2 separate regions of the Mus musculus genome follow, and region 2 is linked to region 1. Evidence: chromatin contacts called from public HiChIP or PLAC-seq data. All regions are on one chromosome and are shown on one strand. Each heading gives the region's core, a stretch centred on a gene start, on an enhancer-like site or on the middle of the called end of the contact. The rest is flanking DNA. Distances are from core to core; before and after follow the strand shown. Region 1 holds the start of Stam2 (signal transducing adaptor molecule (SH3 domain and ITAM motif) 2). Region 2 overlaps Fmnl2 (formin-like 2).

What was found. HiChIP or PLAC-seq counts read pairs in DNA pulled down with a chosen protein or histone mark.
Region 2: a contact with region 1 is called in an H3K4me3 HiChIP or PLAC-seq map of stem cell-derived neural progenitor cells, with 22 read pairs. The contact joins the enhancer-like site here to the promoter of Stam2 in region 1. A contact is called at or near these places in 1 of 39 promoter capture datasets (neutrophils), 1 of 15 datasets of contacts at CTCF or cohesin (large pre-B cells), 5 of 484 Hi-C or Micro-C datasets (beige adipocytes, bone marrow-derived macrophages, embryonic fibroblasts and 2 more), 10 of 115 datasets of contacts at active chromatin or transcription factors (bone marrow-derived macrophages, embryonic stem cells, extraembryonic endoderm stem cells and 5 more) and 2 of 9 other capture datasets (adipose tissue and liver).

Annotation. Positions count from the first base shown.
Region 1 is chr2:52,738,094-52,743,530 of GRCm38.p6, forward strand. Stam2 (signal transducing adaptor molecule (SH3 domain and ITAM motif) 2) reads right to left here and starts at 4,056. Exons shown (of 14, transcript NM_019667.2): 1 at 3,968-4,056. The coding sequence starts at 4,007.
Region 2 is chr2:52,975,016-52,980,909 of GRCm38.p6, forward strand. The region is part of intron 1 of Fmnl2 (formin-like 2); the gene reads left to right. Among named protein-coding and RNA genes, the nearest start is that of Gm52511, 31 kb to the right of the region's middle. Within about 2 kb of position 4,451, at least 82 of the 459 cell types and tissues checked have an H3K27ac peak or open chromatin away from gene starts, as enhancers often do. A contact at or near this core is called in hematopoietic stem cells, pancreatic cancer cells, stem cell-derived neural progenitor cells and 1 more, where this site is marked.

The DNA.
Region 1 (5,437 bases), core at 2,806-5,305:
GGGCCACACCTTTCATCTGGGATTAAAGGTGTGGTGGAACACACCTTCAATCTGGGCTGCACCTTCTGCTGGAGACAATATAAGGACATTGGAAGAAGGGAGTCTAGCTCTTGCTCCTTCGCCTGCTTGCTGTGTGAGACTGAGTAACTGCTAGATCCTTGGACTTCCATTCACAGCTGTGACTGAACAACTGTTGGGAATTGGGCTGCCGACTGTAAGTCATCAATAAATTCCTTTACTATCTAGAGACTATCCATAAGTTTTGTGACTCTAGAGAACCTTGACTAATACAGGCATGATGGCATACACCCCAGTACCCAGCATTCAGAAAGCTAAGGCAAGACCTCGAGTTCAAGGCCAGGCAAGGCTACATGAGAGTTCCAGGACAGACCAAGACGCATACTATGACTCTGTCTCAAGAATAAAATAAAACAATGGCCAGGGAGATGGTTCAGCAGAGTTGAAGCCAGTTGCCTCGGAAGCCTGAGGACCAGACGCAGCGGTACACAACCCAGCCCGCCTTTAGAAAACTGTCCCAGGAACTCAGCAGCTCACCGGCCGGCTAGGAGAGCACAGCAAGGTAGAAAGGAGACTCTGCCTCAACAAGGATGCCCTCCGCCACATGTTCCCTGTGGCACATGTACATCCAAACACGCAATAGAACGTCAACTTTTAAAATAACACAAACATTCAGCAATGAATGATAAATAGCCCAGAGCGCAGACTACTAGACAAAAAAAAAAGTGCCTGGCTTGAGCAAAGAGAAAAAAGTACAGCAACAAGCAGTGTGGGTTAGGGCATAAAACAGCCAAGCAATGACTGTGGACCAAAGGTAACAAGCCTGGTACTAAACCTAAGCAAATAGCACACACCCACCCTTGCTTACTCAAGCTGTCTTTAAAGTAAGATGTATGAAGTTCCTCTACCCCTGCATCTTTTCAGTATTTTCTCCCCTGTATTCACCCTTTCCCTTTCCTACTTGGCCAGACTTGGCTTTCTGTTGCAGGATTTTCATTTTTAATATTATGTTTCTGCAGACTTTTTCCAGCTTGACCTTGGTGATAATCACCTTGCTGGGTGGATGCTCACATGGACGCTTGTGCCACAGCCTTTTCTCCCATTCCATGGAGGAGATTCATGCTTCTTCCTGCACACCTGGACCACTCTGCAACCTGCCAACCTTTGTACTGTCCTCATATAACCTGAACTTCATCATCCCTTGTGCATAGGGTGGTGCGTAGAGCGAGCATTATCCTTCTGTCTCAGGGAAACACGAGCTTCCTCCGAGTGTGAGAAGGCGCAGTGAAGTGCCCTTCACATGCCTGTTGCGATCAGTCGGAAGCCACAAAGGGACTGAACATTTTCACAGCTGCCTCTCTGGGGATTGCTGCAAAAGAGAAGGGGGTCTACGTGCCACGCCAAAATCATCTCCTTTTAATACCAGCCACTCCATCTTCCCACCAAGTCCTCCATGTTTACTTTCTCTCCTTGGGAACCTCCTGTGTGTGCTCTATTGAACATAATGTAAGACCTGGCTGCTTCCTACTGAAGCAATGCTGCCAGGGAAGGAAAGAACAATGGCGACCTTTACCTTGGGAACTGGCTACCTAACACTATTGTTTGTCTTGCCATCATAGATGATCGATAACTTTAGGCAAAGGGGTAGGACAGATACCATCTTCCATATCCCCCATATCTACCAAGCTGCATTAATCACATTTTAGGTCAACCATCTACTGGAGCACGTGTCCTTTCTTGGACTTGAGTGTCTTGTGAGCAAGCACTCAGTATACGTATTAATTTTTGTCTCTGTAGCACACACTACAATGCCTGATCTACAGTGATCACCCATGCATTTCTGTTGGATGAAGAGTGAACACTGCTAACACACATAAACCACAGAAATAAAGATAATGCTACCCAAAAAAGTGGGCATGGAATATTGCTGTAAAATGCTCAATCAGTTAATGGCTTGTTTGCATTATTAACTTTTTCACACTAAGAGTCCTTAAGGTCTAAAAAACACAACATATAATTTCCTGATACTTGTTTCAGAGCAATCTGAGCTCCTTAGAATTTCGTTCCTTTTTTTTTTTTTTAGTTGCATTCGTCCAAGTGGCCTCAACCAATTTCACAGCCCATGAAATAACCGACATAGGTTTTTTTGTTTGTTTGTTTATTTGTGCCTGAAGATCAGCACCTAAGAGAACTACACTAAGCTCTGATGCAAAGATTTCAGAACGTACTGAGGAGACAGTATAGAAAAATAAACTGGGCAGAGCAACTCATAATATTGCTACCAAAAAAGTTTTCAATTTGAAAACAGCAGGCTCCTAGGAAATTTTTTCCCTGAAGAAAGAGTTTATAGGTTTTAAGCTGGGCATGGTAGCACACACCTTTAACCCCAACACTTGAGAGGCAAAGGCAGGCAGATCTCTGAATTCAAGACCAGCCTGATCTACTCCTGAGTTCGAGGCCAGTCTGGTCTACAGTGTGGATTCCAGAACAGCCAGGGCAGAGAAACCCTGTCTCAAAAAACCAAATAAATAAATAAATTAATTAATTAATTAATTAATTAAATTAAAAAATTAAAAAGTTCATAGGTTTTGTATTTTAAATAATCTGTCATGGGCTGGAGAGATGGCTCAGTTAAGAACATTCCCTGCTCTTCCCAGCACCCACACGGTGGCTCACAGCTGTCTGTAACTCCAGTGACAGGTGATCTGACACTGTCTTCTGGCCTCCTCGGGCACAGCACACAAGTGACAAATATAACATGTAGGCAAAACACCCACGCACACAAATAACAAACTAATAAAGAAAAAAAAAATAAAATAACCTCTTCTACTTGGCTTTTTCCACACATATTTCATTAGAGCAAAATCAAAGCGTTTAGAGTCACACTAAGAAGCACGGGTCTCAAAGAGGGTGGAGGCCCACCCAGACTTGGCATCCCGCAGTTCTCAATATTAAGACTGAGGTTTTAAGAAACTGAAGCCAGCCTAGACTATATAAAGACTCCACTCTGTCTCAAAACTCAATTAATTCAATAACAATTAAAAAGTGTAATGTGTCACATAGGTATTGTTACAAAAGAACAATTAATTATTCCTTAAACAGTGACTAAGCCTCACATGCTTCCTATATAATTAGTCACTCACATGATTTGAACGTGATTTTGAGAATTATAACAAGATGAAGCACTTTCTAGTCTTTTCTTAAATGAACAAAAATTTTAACTGAACAAACTGGTAGTAAAATGTGTAGCATTTTTGTTTGACTGGAAATTTCTAAATCCGAAAAGCTCGCTAGGAGCGTGTTAACTACTGCTACAAAAATAATGCTAGCCTGTGCTTTTACTGTTAATATTATGCTTAAGTTGTACCCATCCATCTTTTTTCTCATTTTGAAAGTCATGCGCTACCAGAGTAAAGTTTTGACTCCAACAAATATCGGTTGTTCTGGGCTATTTAAAGATTCTGGGAGTTTTCCTTCTCATCCTCCGCGCCTGGCTCTCGCAGCACCTTCAAAACAGTCAATAAATACGAAAACTGCAACCACCAGGGCTTAGATGTGTGCTTACGGGAGCGATGCGAATTAAACCTGGTAAGTCTTAGGTCTCTAGTTCAAGACTGCCCTCGGCAGCAAAAAGGGTGTCCAGTACTGCACTTTTTTTTTCCCAAAGGGACGGGTGTTAACGAGCTCGGGAGAAAGCAGGAAGTTTGTATCAGCAACTTAAGCCTCGTACGAACAAGGCTTTTCCCCCACTCCTGCTCTGGGTGACTGGAACAACCCTTCTCGGTATCCCAATCTCGGACAGGCAGGAGTCGGGCGAGCCAGAGACGCACCGAGGCTGCCCCCCGCCGTCGAGAGCGGCGCCGCCCCTTCGCTCTCCGCCGGGGTTTCCAGGCACCCAGGCCGCCGCCCACTTTCGCCTTGCACACAGCGCGCCGGGCACCGCACTCACCCACATCTTGCTCGAACGGGTTGGCAGTGAACAGAGGCATCACGCCGGCAACCCGAGCTGAATCCCGACGCTCTGGCGGGACTCCGACTGCCCCAGCTGGGCGACCCGCCGCGGCTTCCTAGACGGCTTGGCCCAGCGGTGCCTTCACTTCCGCCGCCGTGCCTGCCCTGCGCGCGCCTGCCTGTCCGGCGCCCGGCCGCCGCGGCTCCAGCCCCACCGGTGGGGCCGCACGACGCTTGGCTGAGCTCTAACACCCTGTAGTGGCCTCTCTGCTGTCCCAAAGACGTGGCAGCCCCCGATCCGACGCCTGATCAGACACGGCAGCCGCCACAGTCACCTTTCCGCAGTGAGGACCCGAGAGAGCCACGGGGCCCAGGGGAGGGGCTTCAGGGCCGGAAGTTGTGGTAGCTGGAGATGCCAGAGGCCGCCGAGCTTGCAGATCCTGAGTGGCGAGGCGGGGTGCGTGGCTCGGGAATGTCGTTTCCTTCGCCCCAGGTTGTGACAGCAGCTCTTCTCGAACCCGAGTACTTCCTGGGTACCAGGTCAGGTCTTGCTACTCGGACCCCGCGCCCGCATCGCGTCTGGTTGCTATGGAAACAGCTGTCGCCTTATGAGAGGCGCTGAGAATTGCCGCCTGGGTTGTAGATGCTCATGGGATCCCGCGGTTAACCAAGCCGAAATAGTCACCCTGGAAAGCGGCTGTGGAGAGACTCTTTGCTTCTCATTTCTCCTGCATGAAAACAGAGCTTGGACCATGGAATATAAAGACGAGTGAAGGGACTGGAGAGGTGGCTCAGCAATTAAGAGCGCTTGCTGCTGAGGTTTTCGTACCTTCGCGGAGGCAGGGGTTACAGCAGTCTGTAATGCCTAGTTCCTGGGAACCCGACACCCTCTTCTGGCTTCCGTAGGCATCTACACTCACCGTCCTATACCCACATGCAGACACGTAAAATTAAAAATCTAATGCCTGGCGTTGTGGCCCACGCCATTAATCCCAGCACGTGGTAGGCAGAGGTAGGCGGATCGCTGAGTCATGTTCAAAGATGAGTGAAGTGCACTCAAGCATTATAGTGCAAAAACATTTATAATGACTTAGTTATGTATAAGAGTCATAAATCCGGGTTCCCACCAGATCCAGCCAGGCATTTAAATAAGTATAAGTGTGCAAACACTCTTCCTGCAATACGTTGCCCTGTACGTCTTCACCCTGCTTCGTATCTGTTCATATCATTTATCACTCTCTATAGTACAGATAATTGTAGTATCCTTATTCATTAGACTATAAATTCCATGAGTTTTGTTCACAGTGTGAACGCAGGATCTAAAAAACAGTATCTGGTAAGAAAGTGCACGGTAAGTACTTTTAGAATGTGGCCATGGCTTTTGAATGGAAAAGCACACATCTAAAGCTGGCACCTTGAGCCGACGAAATCACTTGGCTGTAAAAGCCCTTCTAGCCCAAGCCTGAAG
Region 2 (5,894 bases), core at 3,201-5,700, 240 kb after region 1:
TTTTCTGGCTCATTTTCAGCCACTGGTACCCTCCAGCTTTGCCACTATGGGGCTATGAGTCATTTGCTTTTTAGCCATGGTTTTCCATCTATTAAGTGGTGCAAATGATGATGTTGATGTTGAATCTAGACTGAAAAGTCTAAGAAAAAATAATGTACAGAGAGTGTTTAAAGAGGTATGCACACCACAGAGTACCCCCTGTAGAGCTATAATGGCACCAAGTGTAAGTGTGAGACAAGCTGGTGGTAGGATGGGCAATAAGGTTCCAAAGAGTCTTGGCAATGTTTTGGGCCAAGAGCACTGTTGTTGCAAACCTTGTAGGTGTGTGTGTGTGTGTGTGTGTGTGTGCCTGCGTACACACATGCTCACAAGCATGCTTTCATGGAAATGAGTGTGTCTTCTTTTTCTTTTTTTTAAAGTAGGTTTATTTATTTTTATTTTATGTGCATTGGTGTTTTGCCTGCATGTTTGTTTGATGTTGCCACATGCCCTGGGATTGGAACTACAGACAGTTCTGAGCTGCTGTGTAGGTGCTAGGAATTGAACCCAGGTCCTCTAGGAGAGGACCAGTTGGTTCTCTTAACCACTTAGCCATGTCTCCAGCCCTGTGAATGTGTTTTCTATATTTCAGTGACACAGGGGTGTGTGTTTATTCTATTTCTTGTCAGTTTAAGTCTTTGTGGCCCCTTCAGACATGTAAAAATAGAAAAATAAAAAATTGTGTACTGTATCAAGTAACGATGACTGATTGATTGTCTTAGTTACTTTTCCTAGATAGCAGTGAAAACACACATGCATGCATGCGTGTGTGCATTCGAGAGTGCACATGGACACACACACACATACACACAACACACAACACACAACACAAGCAACTCAAGTAAAGAGGAAGGGTTGATTGGTCTCACAGTTCCAGGGGAGTAGTGAAGGCAGGAGTTTGGTACAGGTGGGTCTCTGCATCCACAGTCAGAAGGCAGAAAGCTGGGGATGTTTGTACTCAGATCACTTTCTCATGTTTATATGGTTCAGGACCAAAGCCTAGGGAATAGTGCTGCCCACAGTACCCGGATATTCCCACCTCACTTAAACTAATCAAGAGAATCACCTACAAGCAGGCCTAGAGGCCTATCTCCCAGATGATTCTAGATCTTATCCAGGTCATATTTGAGAATGACCAGAAACTGAGACTTTTCATGAAAATTATTTTGTATAATTCTACATTTGTTTACGTGTACTCTGAACATGATCCCTGCTTTGTGAGAATGGCAAACAAGCAAAAAAACAAGGAATAGTTTTTTTTAATTATGAGAAAAGATTTGCTCTTTGCAGCAAGTCTAGTTCCCAGTTGCTTTTAATGATCTTAGTTTTAGTGTACCGGTAAATCTGAGGATTGAGAAAATTATTGGGATGATATAAATAAAAAGTTACTTTGGTTTACATGATGTTAAAAACAAAAAAAAAAATGATTTTGTCTTTGTTGATCTTAGTTGCTTCTCTAACTTTTTTCTTTAAAACAAAACAAAACAAAAACAAAAACAAAAGACAGAGTTTCACTGTGTAGCTCTGACTGTCTGGAACTTAATATATAAACCAGGGTAGCCTCAAATCACAGAGACCCATCTTTGTCTGCCTACACCCTCACCCCTGGCTGTTGTAACTCTGTATTTCACTTTGCACATGTAAACCAGGCCTGAGAGACCACCATTGAAAATATTGCCAAAATTTTTGTGCTTGGAAACTCACCATACAAAAGGCTGATGCTAAGTTTCTTGAACTGTAGAATATTTGTGTAGTTTATCACATTTTGGGTTTCTGTCCCTTGGGCAGTTTGTTTCTTCATGCCTCTAAGTTTACCCAAAAAACCCAACTGAGGAAGTGATAAGGTACTGAGTGTGCCCTTGAGGGCTTTCTCTGCTTTAGCCTTCACCAGTTAACCCTGAACCACCGAGACAGCCGGAAGGATCATTAGCTCCCTGAGTCTCAGTGTGTTGGCTGGAGCAGTTTCACCTAGACATGTAGAACGTTTTTATTAAGTGGAAATGAGGTAAGGTTATGCTATTAAGAGTAGTCAGTGACTTCTCACATACAAGTTTCGGTTGGGCTTTGTTGATGGTGATGTAGGTGCCAGTTAATTGAGTCTGAATGGCCCCACAGAGCCTATGCTGGGAAACGGAGGGGAACAGCCACAGACCCCATTAGTAAAGTCTGGGCTTGGAGGGAACTGAAGGAACAACCTTACAAAGTAGAAATAGTTCTTAACATCTTGGATTGTCATTTTCTTTATTGATAAAATAAGTTTTTTGTTTGTTTGTTTTTGTTTGTTGTTTTAAGCCTGTTCCACTCACAGTCCTCTTTGTATGATTCTGACGTATAAAACAAGTGTACAAATGAAACATTTTCTGTAGTAATGCATATCTCCATTTTAATTTAATTCTTCGCTGTATATACAACTTCACGATCTCCTGAGGAGGAAACCGTATCTGCACACCAGTGAGATAGAAGAGCTTATTTATTTTTACATAAATATTGGCATTTATGTCTCAAGTATTCAATATTGTAGAGCATGAAGCCTCTTCATGGTTTTTCAGGGCTGATGGCTGCTTTGATTTTACACTTCTCCATGGTGAGACCGCCACCTCGTATATTGTTCAAAAGTTCTGTCCTCATTCCAAGTCAAGTTTTAAACATTTTAAAACATGAAACTCAGTTCAGCAATTCGGATGGCCATTTTTTGGGACACAGCTTTGCTCGTTTAGTCCTGGCTGACTCTGACCTCACAAAGATGACCTTGCACTTGTGATCTCTTGCACTTGTGCTGTGATGATTACAGGACTGAGCCTCCCCAACAGGCTTCTCTAGCAGCAGTTGTTAAAATTAACTCAACTAGATCCAGAGATATGTTAATTTGATACATGCTGGTGAGTGTTGTAGGAAAGAACTAAAAGTGTTTGTTTTTCATAATTAGGCCAGTGTGCTTTGTAAGGGCAACAAACATTGTATATACAGTCAAAACACTGCAGTTTTTAACAGCAGTGTCAGATACGAGCTAATGTGTTGCAGACAAAGCTATTGTTGGCATTGAGTGGCATTTTGTGTAGTGATGAGTGAGCAAGGCTGTGCATTCAGGAGGCTGAGGCATAGCCGTGAGATGCAACATGATCAAATGCTGCCCCAAAACGACTCATTCATGATCTTCTTTATTTTGAATTGAGTTTCACTGTATGTTCCGACATCTTTCATTGCTGGCAAATCTTTTGACCTTTTGTGAGATTGACCAACTATAGCAGCGTACTGTTTAAGAAACTTGGGGTTTCCTAGAACCCATGAGCATGGTAGGTGGACATGGAGGCCTGTTTGTATGTCCAGTGCTTGGGGGTGTAGGGACAGGATCCAGGGAGCAGGCTGCCTGGCCAGCTGAGCAGAGTCTCTGAACTCTGTCCAAGTGGAGAGCAGAGGAGGATGGCACCCCCCATCAACTTTTGATTTTACACTCACTGCACGTGGGCTGCACATCTGGATTCTGGTCTAGCTCCTTCTTCCTATGTTCCTTGTACCTCTGTTGGTGTAGGTCACAGACCATGAAAATGGGTGTCTAAGGACCAGCAGCCATCTAGACAAGTTCTAATCCAGCTAAGCAAAAATGGCTGATGATCATTGTTTAGGTTTTGTCTATTTGGAGCCTCTTGGGTTCTGGCCAGTCTAAAAATCCCTGAGGTTTGTGCATAACTTCACACTGGAAAATTAAAGCAACAGAAGAAAATAGAAGATGGAGATTGAGTGTAGACTGAACAATAATGGTATAAAAATATGTTAGATACTTTATAATTATGGTCTGCCATGGTTCCAGTTAAGGTGTCTCTGGTCAAGTGACGTAAGACATGGTGTGTGTTTGTGCATATATATATATATATACACACATACACACACATACAAACTATATATACACAAACCCAGCAGCTGCTAAATTTAATGTTGCCCCACACAACACATGCCACTTTTAATGAGTCAGCACAGCTTGCTGAAGCAAGCATCCAGACATTCAAGGCTTTGCTTTAAATTCGTCTAAACACTACTGATAATTCACAAATATTGGTGAACTTCTTTTAAATAGAGAATTCTTGTGTCCAAAACTAAAACTCACAAAGAACCACAGTATATATAACAACAGCCAAACAGTGCTATTTTCCTGGAATCCCTGGGGGCCTTCAGGAGACCTGGGGACTTCAGTTATATTGCTCCAAGTTTTGCTAGAAAAAAAAAGAAAGATCATAAAACATTCAGGTGTCAGGGTTTTGTTTGTAGTACAGTGGAAACGGGTTGTGTACTTGACAGTCATGTGTTGTGAATGTTGGTTGCCTGCCAACGTCTGTTATATCAGGACTGATCTGAAAGCTAAATTACAGGAAAGTAACCACCTGCCCTGCATTCAGGAACAGAGCATTGTATTGTCAAAGATGTGGTTTACTAAAAGAGTTTGTAAGAACTAGTGAATGCAAAAACCAAAGCCTGTGACTCTGTTGCCTTTCAAAGCAACATGTTAACAGCAGCTGCCCATTCCGGAATGTCGCTGTCTTAGTTACTTTTCTGTTGCTGTGATAAAACACCATGGCCCAAGGCAATTTAAGGAAGAGAGAGTGTATTGTGATTTATAGCTCCAAGGGTAGAGTGCACAGTGACTGAGCAGAGACCTGGGCTCAAATGGCAGCCTGGGCACAGGAACCAGAAGCTGAGAGCTCACATCTTGAACCACAAGTAGGAAATAGAAGTAGGTGAGGCCATTTATGTATTTATATACTTAGTTACTTGCTATGTAGAAACAGAGTCTTACTATGTAGCCCTGGCTATCCTGGAACTCGCTTTGTACAACAGACTGGCCCAGAACTCGCAGAAATCTGCTTGTCTCTACCTCCCAGGTACTGGGATTAAAGGTCTATACCCTGTACTAGGGCTAGGCAAAGCTATTTGTTCATTTGTTGGTTTTAAAATAGGGTTTCTCTGTGTAGCCCTGGTTGACCTAGAAATCACTCTGTAGACAGGGTGGTCTTGAACTGAGAGTTCTACTTGCCTTTGCCTCCTTTGCTGGGATTTTAATTTCAGGGTCCTCCCCAAGTGACACATTTCCTCCAGCAAAGCGGCACCACCCAAACCTCTCCGATCAGTACTGCCAGCTGAGTATGTGTTCAAAAGTCCGAGGCCATGGGCAGCATTTCTCCTTCAAGCCATCACAGAAAGCAACCCCTCGCCGTCAGACTCTATATTCTGAAGGAGAATGTTCAAAAATAAAGTTTACATGCTTCCGAGGACATCTGTTGACTAGAGGAATGGCGGTATTACACATAGATAACATAACCCACGCTAGTTGAGGAAGGTCTGGAAGCATTTTTGTTTACAGCAGTTGTCCTTTACCAGCGGCTTTCTTGTCTCCAGCACTTCCCTCTGTCTTTTCCTCCTGTTCTTAGAATGCTGAAGGAGCACGTTTTCACCTCTGTGGGTGTTTTCCTTTTCTTTGAGACAGGGTCTCACTATATAGCCCAAGCTGGCTTGCATTTGTGATTCTCCTCCCTCCTCCCTGCAAGTGCTGGGATTTCAGGTAGGAGGTATCATGCTTAGTTAATATTTAGAAATGATTTATCTGATTTCCTTGGAAAGGAAAAACAAGTCCACTGGCTTTTAAAATATGTATATGAACCCATGGACTCGTGGATGCGGAAGATTGGATTCTTTCCATATCTTCATTCTCCTTTCGCAAATTATGTTGCCTGGAGTATATTTTCTGCTCTGTTGATATGGGGCTAAGCATGTAACCTCAGTGGCCATGTGAATGTGGAGTGTCTATGATACAGACAGAAGCACTAACTGTGGTGTGTGCCTCTGACTGTTGTTAAAAAACAAAA